Linked DNA regions of Callithrix jacchus: region 2 is linked to region 1. The links are chromatin contacts, called in public Hi-C maps. All regions are on one chromosome and are shown on one strand. The core of a region is the stretch at or near the end of the contact, and the rest is flanking DNA. Distances in the headings are between cores, read along the strand shown. Region 1 overlaps LOC103787991 (a long non-coding RNA gene). Region 2 overlaps LOC118147344 (a long non-coding RNA gene).

What was found. A called contact is a pair of places that touch in the nucleus more often than the background predicts.
Region 2: a contact with region 1 is called in a Hi-C map of induced pluripotent stem cells, with 3 times the contacts expected there. The contact joins two enhancer-like sites. A contact is called at or near these places in 3 of 3 Hi-C or Micro-C datasets (induced pluripotent stem cells and skeletal muscle).

What each region holds. Positions count from the first base shown.
Region 1 is chr14:71,895,386-71,900,932 of calJac240_pri, reverse strand. It overlaps LOC103787991 (a long non-coding RNA gene), which reads left to right. Exons shown (of 4, transcript XR_613787.5): 4 at 1,501-1,742. Among named protein-coding and RNA genes, the nearest start is that of TRNAI-UAU, 130 kb to the left of the region's middle. Within about 2 kb of position 3,387, at least 2 of the 16 cell types and tissues checked have an H3K27ac peak or open chromatin away from gene starts, as enhancers often do.
Region 2 is chr14:71,977,443-71,982,989 of calJac240_pri, reverse strand. It overlaps LOC118147344 (a long non-coding RNA gene), which reads left to right. Exons shown (of 4, transcript XR_004733640.3): 4 at 754-5,547. Among named protein-coding and RNA genes, the nearest start is that of TRNAI-UAU, 46 kb to the left of the region's middle. Within about 2 kb of position 2,144, at least 3 of the 16 cell types and tissues checked have an H3K27ac peak or open chromatin away from gene starts, as enhancers often do.

The sequences.
Region 1 (5,547 bases), core at 2,138-4,637:
GTAGCAGCACCTGCCTCATTGGATAGTGTGAAGGTTAAGTGAGGCTACGTGTAAGGCACTTGGGACAGCATCCAGCTTGTGGTCAGCACTGAATGTGTCAGCAATAACACCCCAGATTATGAAGCCTCTGCTGATCCTTCCGAAGGCTCCCCTGGGCCACATCAATCTCTCTCTTTCCTCCTTACCTCAAGCATTTTCCTGGACACCAGTAGCAATCTGAACCATATCTGCCTGGTTGTGAAGTTAGGATTCTTTGATGGCAATTGGACAATGTTCAAAACCCATTGGATCAAACGAGAGGAGTTTACTTTTTCTTTTAGAGACAGGGTCTATCTTGCCTAGGCTGATCTCAAGCAATCCTCCCACCTTGGCCTCCCAAAGTGCTGGGACTAGAAGCATGAGACACCACACCCAGCCCAAACAAGGGAATTCTTATCACAAGTATACGAGTGGGCCCTACAGTGTCCAGAGGCAGGAATGCACAGCACCTCAGGAAACCCTGGCACTGGCATCTGGAAATATTGCTTGGGTAGGTTCGCTCTCTGAACATTCATTTAATTATTCTCTCTGTAGACTGTGGCCTTGCAGACTTGGCTAGAATCCGTTGCTTATGGCATTCAAGGGTATATACCACAGTCTGACATGGAAAGACGAAATCTCCTCCTTTGTCCCAGTTCAGGCCTTACTAGCCTCTCTAGCAGGGGCAAAGGGAGGGTTCATGTTACCCAGAATTATTGCTGAGCGTGTCTCACTTTGGGTGAAAGGGTACATTTAAGGGGTCCATGCCAGAGACTGCAGATTGGTCCCTAGGATGTATTTCTTTCTTTCCTTTCTTTTTCCTTCCTTCCTTCCTTTTCTTTTCTTTTCTTTTCCTTTTTTCAAATGGAGTCTCACTCTGTTGCCCAGGCTGGAGTGCAATGGCACAATATCGACTCACTGCAACCTCTGCCTCCCAGGTTCAAGCAATTCTCCTGCCTCAGCCTCCTGAGTAGCTGGGATTATAGGCACACACCACCACAGCTGGCTAATTTTTGTATTTTTTAGTAGAGACAGCTTTTTACCATGTTGGCCAGGCTGGTCTTGAATTCCTGACCTCAGGTGCTCCAACAGCCTTGGCCTCCCAAAGTGCTGGGATTACAGGTGTGAGCCACCACCCCCGCCCTCCCCATCTTTCTCAGTAATAGAACTCCAGGATTTTGCTGTCCTAAATAAAGACTGCATTTCCCAGCCTCCCTGGCAGTTGGCAGGGCCATGTGATTAGGTTCTGGCCAAAGTGACATTAAAGTTAGAAGAATGTCCTTCTGTGCTTCCTCCAGCTCGCTGGACTTTGGAGCCAAGCTGGCAGAGTTCAAATCCTGGGCCTGCCACCTATGAGTTGTGTGACTTTGGACAAGTTACCTAATCTTTTGTACCAGTTTCCTTTGCAGTAAAATGGGAATAAAAAGAATATCTACATAATAGTAGATATTCTGTGAGGATTACATGAATTCATATTTGCAGAGTGAGTAGAAGGGTTCCTGGCACAAGCTCTGGAAGTGTGGCTGTAATGAAGATGATGGCAAGGATGAAGATGAGGACAGCAAGGCTGGAGCTCAAGTGCCATCCTGGGTCCTGGAGTAGAAGCCACATGTTGAGAACAGTCTGGATCCTTAGCGAGGGTTGAGCCATGACACCAGCCCATGACTGTTTGCCCCTTGAGCTTGTTTACAGAAGAAGAAAAACTCACCTTGTTTAAAACACCATCCTGTTGGCTTTTCAGTTTGCTTGTAGCCAGATCTAATCCTAACTGATACAGGAGCGTTGTAGGTTCAACACACGTTCCCGTCCCCTGTACCATGTTGTAGTTCTTTGAGATGATGTCTCACCATTCCTACTTGGGTTGTACATTCCTTGAGGACAGAAAAGCCTCCCTCTCACAGGAGGTGCCCAGAAAGTAAGTATCGAATTAATGGAAGAACTATGTGAAGATCATTCTGGTTCAGTAGACAAGGAATTCTTTGGCTAGTTGGAGAAAATCAGTGATTATCATAACAACATTTATCAAGCATAATGCCGAGGGTGCTTTTTTTTTTTTTTTTTTCCAAGACAGGGTCTTGCTCTGTTGCCCAGGCTGGAGGGCAGTGGTATGATCACGGCTCACTGCAGCCTTGACCTCCTGCCTCAAACGATCCTCCCATCTCAGCCTCCTGGGTAGCTGAGACCACAGGTGTGTACCAGCACACCTGGCTAATTTAAAAATTTTTTTGTAGGGATGAGATCTCGCTATGTTGCCCAGTCTGGTCTTGAACTTCTGGACTCAATTGATCCTCCTACCTCAGCCTTCCAAAATGTTGGGATGACAGGTGTGAACCACCACACCCAGTCCCTGGCATTCTAAGTACTTCAAGTGCATTTTATAGTTTAGCTGTCATGACAATCCTATGAAATAAGTACAGTCAGGCCACTACACCTGTGGGCTCTGCACCTGTGGATTCAACAAACCATGGATTGATAATACCCTATTTGAGAAAGAAAAAAGATGGTGGCATCTGTGATAAACATGAAAAGACTTTTCCTCCTTGTCATTATCCTGTGTGTATAGGCTCCAGAGTCCAGTGAGCCAGAGGAAGCAAAGAAGGGAATTCTCCTCCCTTTAATGTCACTTTGGCCGGAACCTAATCACATGGCCCTGCCAATTGCCAGGTAGGCTGGGAAATGCAGTCTTTATTTAGGACAGCAACTATGCTACGTATATAGCATTTACATTGCATGAGCTAGAAGTGGTCTAGAGATGACCTAAAACACAGGGAGGGTGTGTGTGGGTTATATGCAAATACTACACCATTTTATATCAGGGACTTGGGTACCCTCACGTTTTGGTATCCTCAGGGGAGTGAGGGTCCTAGAACCAATCCCCCACAGACACCAAGGCATGACTGTACTCTCACTGGTTCCATTGTACAAATAAGGAAACTGGGCTTCAGAGAGATGGAGGTCAAGGTCATAGATGCAGCGGGTGGGGCCTGGCTCCAGAGCCCAGGATCTTCACAATTTCGCTGTGAAATCTCAAGGGCTTTTCTCCAGCAGGCTCTTTGGAAAGAAGAAACTGTATAAGCCAACAGGAACCCATCGCGTCAGAGTGACCTTGCTTCTCTTTAGATGTTGGAGATTTGTTTGGAGGGCTGAACTTTAGAGAAACAAAGGGAAATGGCAGGGTTTTCCTGAGATCGATGGAGGTAAAGACACATACAGATTATGAAGCCTCCTCTGACCCCCTAGGCCAAAGCGATTTCCCTGCCTGCTCTGCACTTCCACAGCCTGTCTGTTGACATGGCCAGCAGCTGGCCGACCTGGGTAATCTCCGGCAAAATTGTGACATTGGTGGAGTTTGTCTTCCTTCCTCTTGTATCTGCCTGCTATTGGATTTTCAGCCTCTTATTCCTATTTGGGCCCTCACATGTTCTCTCAGCAAGGAAAGCTTCATTTTGAAAGACAAAAATAGAGAACACAAAACTTAATCCCCCAAAATGAAAATGTAATGGTGGGATTTTAGGCAGCAGCGATGTGGGGGTTGAGGAACTTGCTGCCTCTCTAATCATCTCGTCCTTCCCCTTCCCCTTCCCCTCTCCCTCCCCTTCCTCTTCCTCCTCCTGCTGTCTTTTTATGATTATTATTTAACCATTTCACACCAGCAGTCCCACGCACGGGTCACCCTCTCACCCTGGTCATCCTGGGCTCAGGACCCCCTGGTGCTTTCACTCCTGGCTGCACACCCCCTGCCGGTCCCCCAAACACCGCTTATGTCTTCGGTTTTGTTAAACTGTTTGTTCTGAGAGAACAAAGACCACATCTAATAGCCAGGGATGTGGCTGCAGGAATATTTACTTCCAAAGGCGTTTTGGTCTCCGTGGCCTCTGAAGGCTCTTTCTACCCTGAGCCTTAAAGCACCTCGGCTCCTCCCCTGGTTCCCCGCATTGTGCCTGCTTCTGGGTTGGGTAGAAGATAGGTGCTTAGGAAGGATGTATTGTGCTGCTGCCTAACTCTTTTTGTAAGCAAGGCCGCAGGCCCCTGAGGCAATGGTGGAAAAGCTCTCCTGTTTTCAAAAGTCCCTCAACAAGCAGACCCTTGGAGGCAAAGCACTTTTAGAGTCAGGGTTTTAGAATCAGAGTTTTTTCTGGGCTGCAGCACAGCCTGCTCTGGCACCTGCTCTGGCCTGGCAGGCCCTGGGCTCCTCTTGGTCTAATATCTGGGCAGCCTTTTATCGGGGCCTGAAAACCACAGCTAGCCCTTCCCAAAATGACTCAACATCCAATATGGACTCATTTCCAGATCACCTGGCTCCAGGAGGCCCGTCCCACAGGACCAGGCCACGGCCATAGAGGCCCCAGCTTTTCTCAGATTCAAAGCTGACCAGGGACAACCATGCCAGAAATTCTGCAAAATGCAAGCACAAGCACTCTCAAGCGGCCGCTTCCTATTTCCCCACAACCTCTCCACCATACTCCATAATGTACAGATGGAGTGAGTTCAGCTCAGAAGGGAAAACATTTTTCCTCCTGTGACTTCTCCCCTGACTCAAGTCTACAACCACCAGGAAATGGCTTGGGACAAGGCTGGGGCAAGGAGGCAGGGCCCTTGGGGTTGGGACCAGGGAGAGCACCCTGCCCCATGGGGCCTAGATCCTTGGCCCCAGCACTCCTAGAAAACATGGCTTCTCAAGGAGCCACATTCTAGACAGAGCTGGAAGAGCTGATTGGGCTTGGGTTTTAGTGTGCATTGTGATCTAGGCACCCTAGGAGATGACGCCCATGTTCCCAGCACACAGACGGTACTTTTTCTGTCTGCCTCCCTAACCCAACACTTTGCACCAATGGGTAGAATGAATAGAGCTGTGACTGTAGACACAGGGGAGTTGATAACCCATTTCTTCCCACCTGCTTGAGACCATGTGGCCTTTGCATCTTGCCAGGCATGAGTTATTCGTCTCTTAGCCCGTGGAATCCATTGCCTGGCATGGCCTCCATACCCTTGCACCATCCATGTCCTCCCTGTCCACATCCCCACTCCAAAGTGGGTTCCATCCTACCTTCACATCCTTTCTTCTCTACCTGGAGCCCTCAGGGACCTCCTTTTATCCCTTGAGCTCTTAACTCTCAATGTCTGCACCACGCTCATGTGGCAGTAATCTCCATTCAACATGTAATACTATTTATTGTCTCATGTGGCTATGAAGGGCTTTGTGTGTGCCTCTTCTATCCCCAAGCACACTTTATTTTTTTATGTAGTTGTTGTTGTTATTATTATTATTGAGACACAGTTTCACTCTGGCACCCAGGCTGGAGCGCAAGGGCACAATCTTGACTCACTGCAACCTCTGCCTACCAGGTTCAAGAGATTCTCATGACTCAGCCACCATGCCTGGCTAAATTTTGTATTATTAGTAGAGACAGGGTTTCACCATGTTGGCCAGGCTGGTCTCGAACTCCTGACCTCAAGTGATCCATCTACCTTGGCCTCCCAAAGTGCTGGGATTATAGGCATGAGACACTGCACCCGGCCCCCAAGCAT
Region 2 (5,547 bases), core at 895-3,394, 83 kb before region 1:
CAGGCAGGTCTTGAACTCCTGGGCTCAAGTGATCCTCCTACTTTGGCCTCCCAGAGTGCTGGGATTACAGGTGTGAGTCACCGTGCCCAGCCCCTAACAACCCTGTTTTAACTTAACACCTTTTTAATGGCCCTCTTTCCAAATACAGCTTCCTTCTGATGTGCTAGGGATTCGGACTTCAACCATATGGCTCTTAGGGGGACAAAATTCAGCCCAGAGCAGGGGCGATAGAGGCGATGGGGTGCTGCTGGGATCATGGACGCTTTATTATTTGGAAATCTTCATATTTTTATATAATTTCATGGACTCCAAAAAGTGAGCAATTTCTGTGTTTCTTATGTCATATTTTCTGCAGATGGCATTGAAGTACTTATTCTAACACGGTCAGTATATTACAATAACTTCCCGACCAGTGGAAATAAAATACCTTAGAAAGGCAGCATCTTTTTCTGCGCCAAGTTATGAGACTGGCAGTGGCCAGGCCCCGTGACGGTCCAGGGCTTGGGCTGGCCTGGAGTAGGCCATGTGATGCATTTTGCCACGCTCACTGAATCTGAGCAGGATCATATGACTCAGTTTCATGGACCAAGTCTCAGGAAGGTGACTGCGACAACCTTGTAGACTGGGCTGGAACATGGGACTATGGCTTCTCTTGTTTCCTCAGACATTGCTAGCAATCTACTCTCAAAGCCTGCCTGGTCTCTGGAGGAAATATGGGAGTGACCTTAAACCATCTCTGTTCCCACCATCCAGGAACTGGGAGCTCTGTGGACCTGTAGAGATGGTGTGACTGCCTGAGACTCCCCCACGAGGACCCATCTGTGTCTGCTGGAGAGCGCTGTCTCACTGCCTATCTCATTGCCTTGTGCACGGGACCACCTGGTCCCTGGATCCTCAAACTCATGGGCCAGCTAGTGCGAGGGAGGTTAGGAGAAGTGGAGGCAGAGGGAGACGGATCCGCAGAGCAAGGAGAGGTGTAGGGGGTGCCATTGGAGCCGAGCGTTGAGCACATTTTTTGGGGAGACACTCTGAAGCCCTCCCACATTGCCATCCACCCAGCGGACGTGGCAGCTGTGGCCTGTTCCAGAAGCCCAGGGCTGTGTGGCAGCTCGGCCTGGCCTTGCACCCTCCCTCCTCCCTCCTCCCACTCCAGTTGGCTGTTTCTCTCACTATACACAGCCGTGGGCTGGGGGCTGTGTGATGGGAAATCTTTTTTTTTGTTTTGTTTTTGTTTTTGGTCTTTGGTAAAAAGTACTCTGTCTTTTGGGCTGAGGTTGTTTAAAGGTGAACTGTGAAAAATGATCTGCCATGCTTCAAATCTCAGCTCTGCCCCGTTTCCGAACTGCTCTGGGGAGAGGAGGGGTGGGCTTTTTGCCAGAGACTCAGCCCTGTCATTGTGGCCAGGCCACCCAGCCCACCTCGGGTCAGTCAATGGCAGCATTGGGGCGTGCGTGTTCATGTGTGTGTTTGTAAGCGTGTGCTTGTGTATATATGTGTGTCCTTTGCATGTGTATCTGTGGTTATACTTGTGTGCCTGTCTTTGTGTGTTTACATGTGTATCTTGTGTGTACACACACATTTATGTCTGGGTACACGCTTACATTTGTGCGTGTGTGTTTCCATGTGTTCGTGTGTCTGTGTGTGTGTGTTGTGCCTGTGCATGTGTGTGTGGGCGCGGGAGGTGGATGGCGGAACGAGCACCAGGCATGAAGGGGCCCAGGGCAGAGTCTCAGGCCTTGACCCAGGTTTCCAAATGGCCACAGATGTGACCCTTCACCCTTCCCTGCGGCTGCTGAGGTCATTGCCCAGAGAACTTTCCTTTGGAAGCAAGTGGGCCTTGCTGCCTGGGGAGGGAGAAAAGCAAAGCGGATGATCCTCACCCTGCGGAGCCTGGAGCCAGTGGGCCCTTGTTTAATTCCGAAGGAATGTGCGGAGCAGGCCCCGGCCTGACTGGGAGCCTCGAGGCACCCCCCCGCCGCTGCAGATGCCTCCGCAGGGGCGGCGTCGGGGTGGGAGCTGGGCCGGCTGGGGACACACAGCATCCAGGGAGAGACACTCACACAAACTGTGTGGCTGGAGTAGGCTGGGGCGAGGGAGGCCCACGGCACCTTCCTCCGGGAAGAGGAGATAGCCCTGGGAAGCCGAATGTAGCCGAGGAGAGCAGAGTCCCCAGCAGGAGACGGGGTGTCACGGGAGGAAAAGCGCAGAGTAGGTGTGGAGGCAGCGAGGAGGTTCCCTGGGGGCTATGTCTCCAGGGAAGGCCTCTTAGAAGTGGTGGAAGTTTAGCTGTGCCCTGTAGGGTGGGGAGGAGCTGGAGGAAAAGAGGACGTTTGGGAGAAGGAAGAAAGAAGAGCTCAGGAAAGTTTTGCTAAAGAGGCTGAGCTGCAAAAGAGCAAAGCCTCTATGGAATGACGTTGTGGGCGCCAGTCCAGGGAGAGCTTGGGAAGGAAAAAGAGGCGGCTACTGCAGGAGAATCAGCTCCGGTTCATCCCGAGGGCGTTAGTGCCAGCCAGAGCTCATCCTTAGGCCAGAGGTCTCTTGAAGATTCTCGAAGGGGAGTTGCCTGATGAAGCAGGCGTTTTAGGACGAGAGGCTGGCAGCATGATCAGGGGATCATGGCAGGTGGGAGGGAGGCCCTGGGTGTGGAAGAGACTGGAGGCAGGGGTGCTGGGGAGAGAGGCTTCCAGTGGAGAGATGGCTGAGGCCTGGGGGGTCAAGCAGCCAGGACCGAATCCCTTTCACATTTGGGACGTTCTTTTTTTTTTTTTTTTTTTGAGACGGAGTTTCGCTCTTTTCACCCAGGCTGGAGTGCAATGGCGCCATCTCGGCTCACCACAACCTCCGCCTCCTGGGTTCAGGCAATTCTCCTGCCTCAGCCTCCTGAGTAACTGGGATTACAGGCACGCGCCACTGTGCCCAGCAAATTTTTTGTATTTTTAGTAGAGACGGGGTTTCACCATGTTGACCAGAATGGTCTCCATCTCTTGATCTCGTGATCCACCCGCCTCGGCCTCCCAAAGTGCTGGGATTACAGGCTTGAGCCACCGCGCCCATTTGGGAGTTCTTAGGCCTCCTTTCTGTGTTTGGAGTCCCCTGACCTAAGAGCACCGTGTCAGCCTAGGACAGCTCCCTGCACACAGGCCAACTGGGAGCTGGACCCGGGGGACAGATGCGTGTAGTGACAGATGGACCCGGGTGACAGAGGCCAGGCCCTACAATAGCCTGGGTCCCAGCCCCCATTCACACCCTGCCCAGAGTGACCCCGGCCTCTCCGGTGGGCCTTGGGGTATCTTATTCCCTGGCACAAAAGTGACATCTGTCCTGGTGTGGGGATCATCCTGGTGGGCAGAGGCAGAAACCCACTGAGTAGGACCTTGGCCAGTCCAGACGAGCGAATGAATGCCAGGGTGACCCAACTGGGTGTGAACACAAGTGTGAGTTCTGTCCAGTTCTTGCAAGAGAGTGGGGGCCCTGTCCAGCTTGGGTGTGTGAGTGTGGTATGTGTGTGCACAGCCTGGCCTGGGTGAGCCCGGTGCCTGGCACAGAGTGGGGCCTGTGGTTGTTGAGTGAAGAAATGTTAACACGGACACACTTCGGGGCCCTTCAGATTGGTGGCCCAGCCCAGGGAAACTCCTCACAAAGGCCTCTGCCGGGGAAGGGCTGCCTGGGCTTCCTTAGTGGGTGACACTGGGTGGGCCTGTGGCAAAGCCCTCCTGCCTCGCACACGCCGGCCTTGTGTGAGTGGTCCCGTGACAGGGAAGTGAAGGAAAGGGGTGAATTGTAGGCCGTGAGTGTGGGGCAGGCACTCTGTCTGCCCACTGAAGCAGTGCAGTAGGAACTGGTGCTCAGAGGCAGACACATGAAAGAAAAGTGTGTAAGTGATCAGAGTGAGGCCAATTCTCCCAGAATCTCAAGGGCAGGTGCCCCGCATCTCTACCATGTCAGTTTCAGGGCCCCCAGGACTTTGATTTGCTGCTAACTCTGAAATCTTTGAACGTTTTCTTTGTCAGTAGCTTCTTCTCTAGAGTGTCGATGGGAGTGAGCAGGGGAGCCACAGGGTGACGGGTGAGGGGACATGGATGCTAGCCTGGGTCCTGGATGGGCATGTGCCTTTTGGAAGAAGCCATGGCCACTTCCTTGGGACCAGGGTCTGCACACACAGACACAGTTGTGGGGCTCAGGGACAGTGGGTATGAGGGAGCATGGAGGACCCCTGCCCTCTGCACTCACCACCCTCTTTCTGGGCTGCCACTCCCTTCTCAGTCATCCATCCTTGGAAGAGGGTAGAGTCTCTCTCTGGACAGAGTCCAAGGGATTAGAGCCACACCATGGGGAGCACACCAGCTAAATGCAGGTCACTTGTGCTGACCCTTCAAAGGCTGAAAGCCAAGAGAGCTACTGCCTTGGATAGAGAATCTTGGGGCCTGGCTCCCATTTCCTCTGGTTGAGGCTCCCTTCATTTAAATAATCACCCCACCTCTTTACCCTTCAGGCTCCACCCTCTCCCTGCATCTGAGGTGTCCTTCCTGGCTGGGGCCTGGGGTGGAGGGATCACCCCCTTTCTCCCTCCACCCTGTAACCATCCTGCTTGCTGAGACATAGCTCCAATTCTGCACCACACACTTCCCATTCTCCCTTGTCTAATATTTCCCTGGTTATACAGCTTACGCATGCTCATGGCAGGAAACATGGGAAATTCGGAAAGCATGGAATCGGGAACAAAGTTAGGCCTAAACCCGGCACTTAGAGATACACACCTGCTTGTCTGGAACATTCGACAGTTGCAGGGTGCTCTTGACTTGTGACAGCGCTTTCTGTCCTCATCGCATGGGTGTTCTCCCTCAGCTCTACCAACAGGCAGCCGCCACTGATTTCTTCCTCTCACAGCCGGGGAAGCTGAAGCAGAGAGCTGTGGCCACTTGTCCCTTGTCCCAAGGCGCATGGTCTCAGGCTCCTCAGTACACTGTCCACTGAGGCCTGACACCCCACTCCATACCGTGGCCTGCTGCCTGCGCTGGGGCCAGTGAGCTTCTCAGCTTGGTGGGTACCCTTCCTAGTCCCCTGCCTGCACCTGGTCTGACTTTTGGGCTAGCCCTGAGCTTCACCCACCTCCTTCGGGGCCACTGCAGCCAGGAGTGGGGAGGGGGGCAGATTTCAATGGCGTGCCTCCTGGAAACCACATCAAATGGTGCAGCTAGGAATTAATAAATAAACTTGGGAGACAAGTCAATTACCCTCTGCCTGTGCCCCTGTCCCCCAGGGGCAGACAGCGGCATGTGGTTCCCAGCCTCAGCATGCCTTCCCGGGGGCAGGCCTAGCGTTGCAGCTGGCTTCCGTCAGATTAGCCAGGCGAGATGCGGCAGGCCTCTGTCCTCTGGGGAAATGGCTCCCTTCCTGGGAGGTGGGGACAGCATTCCTGGGTTTCTCTGTTACTGCCCTCTTTTTGCACCCGTCCCTGTCTTACTGTGTTCATGGTGCCCAAATCACTGCCCCCGCCAGTCCCCCGACACAAAGGCTTCTGGTTAGCCATCATGACGTCTGCAGCTC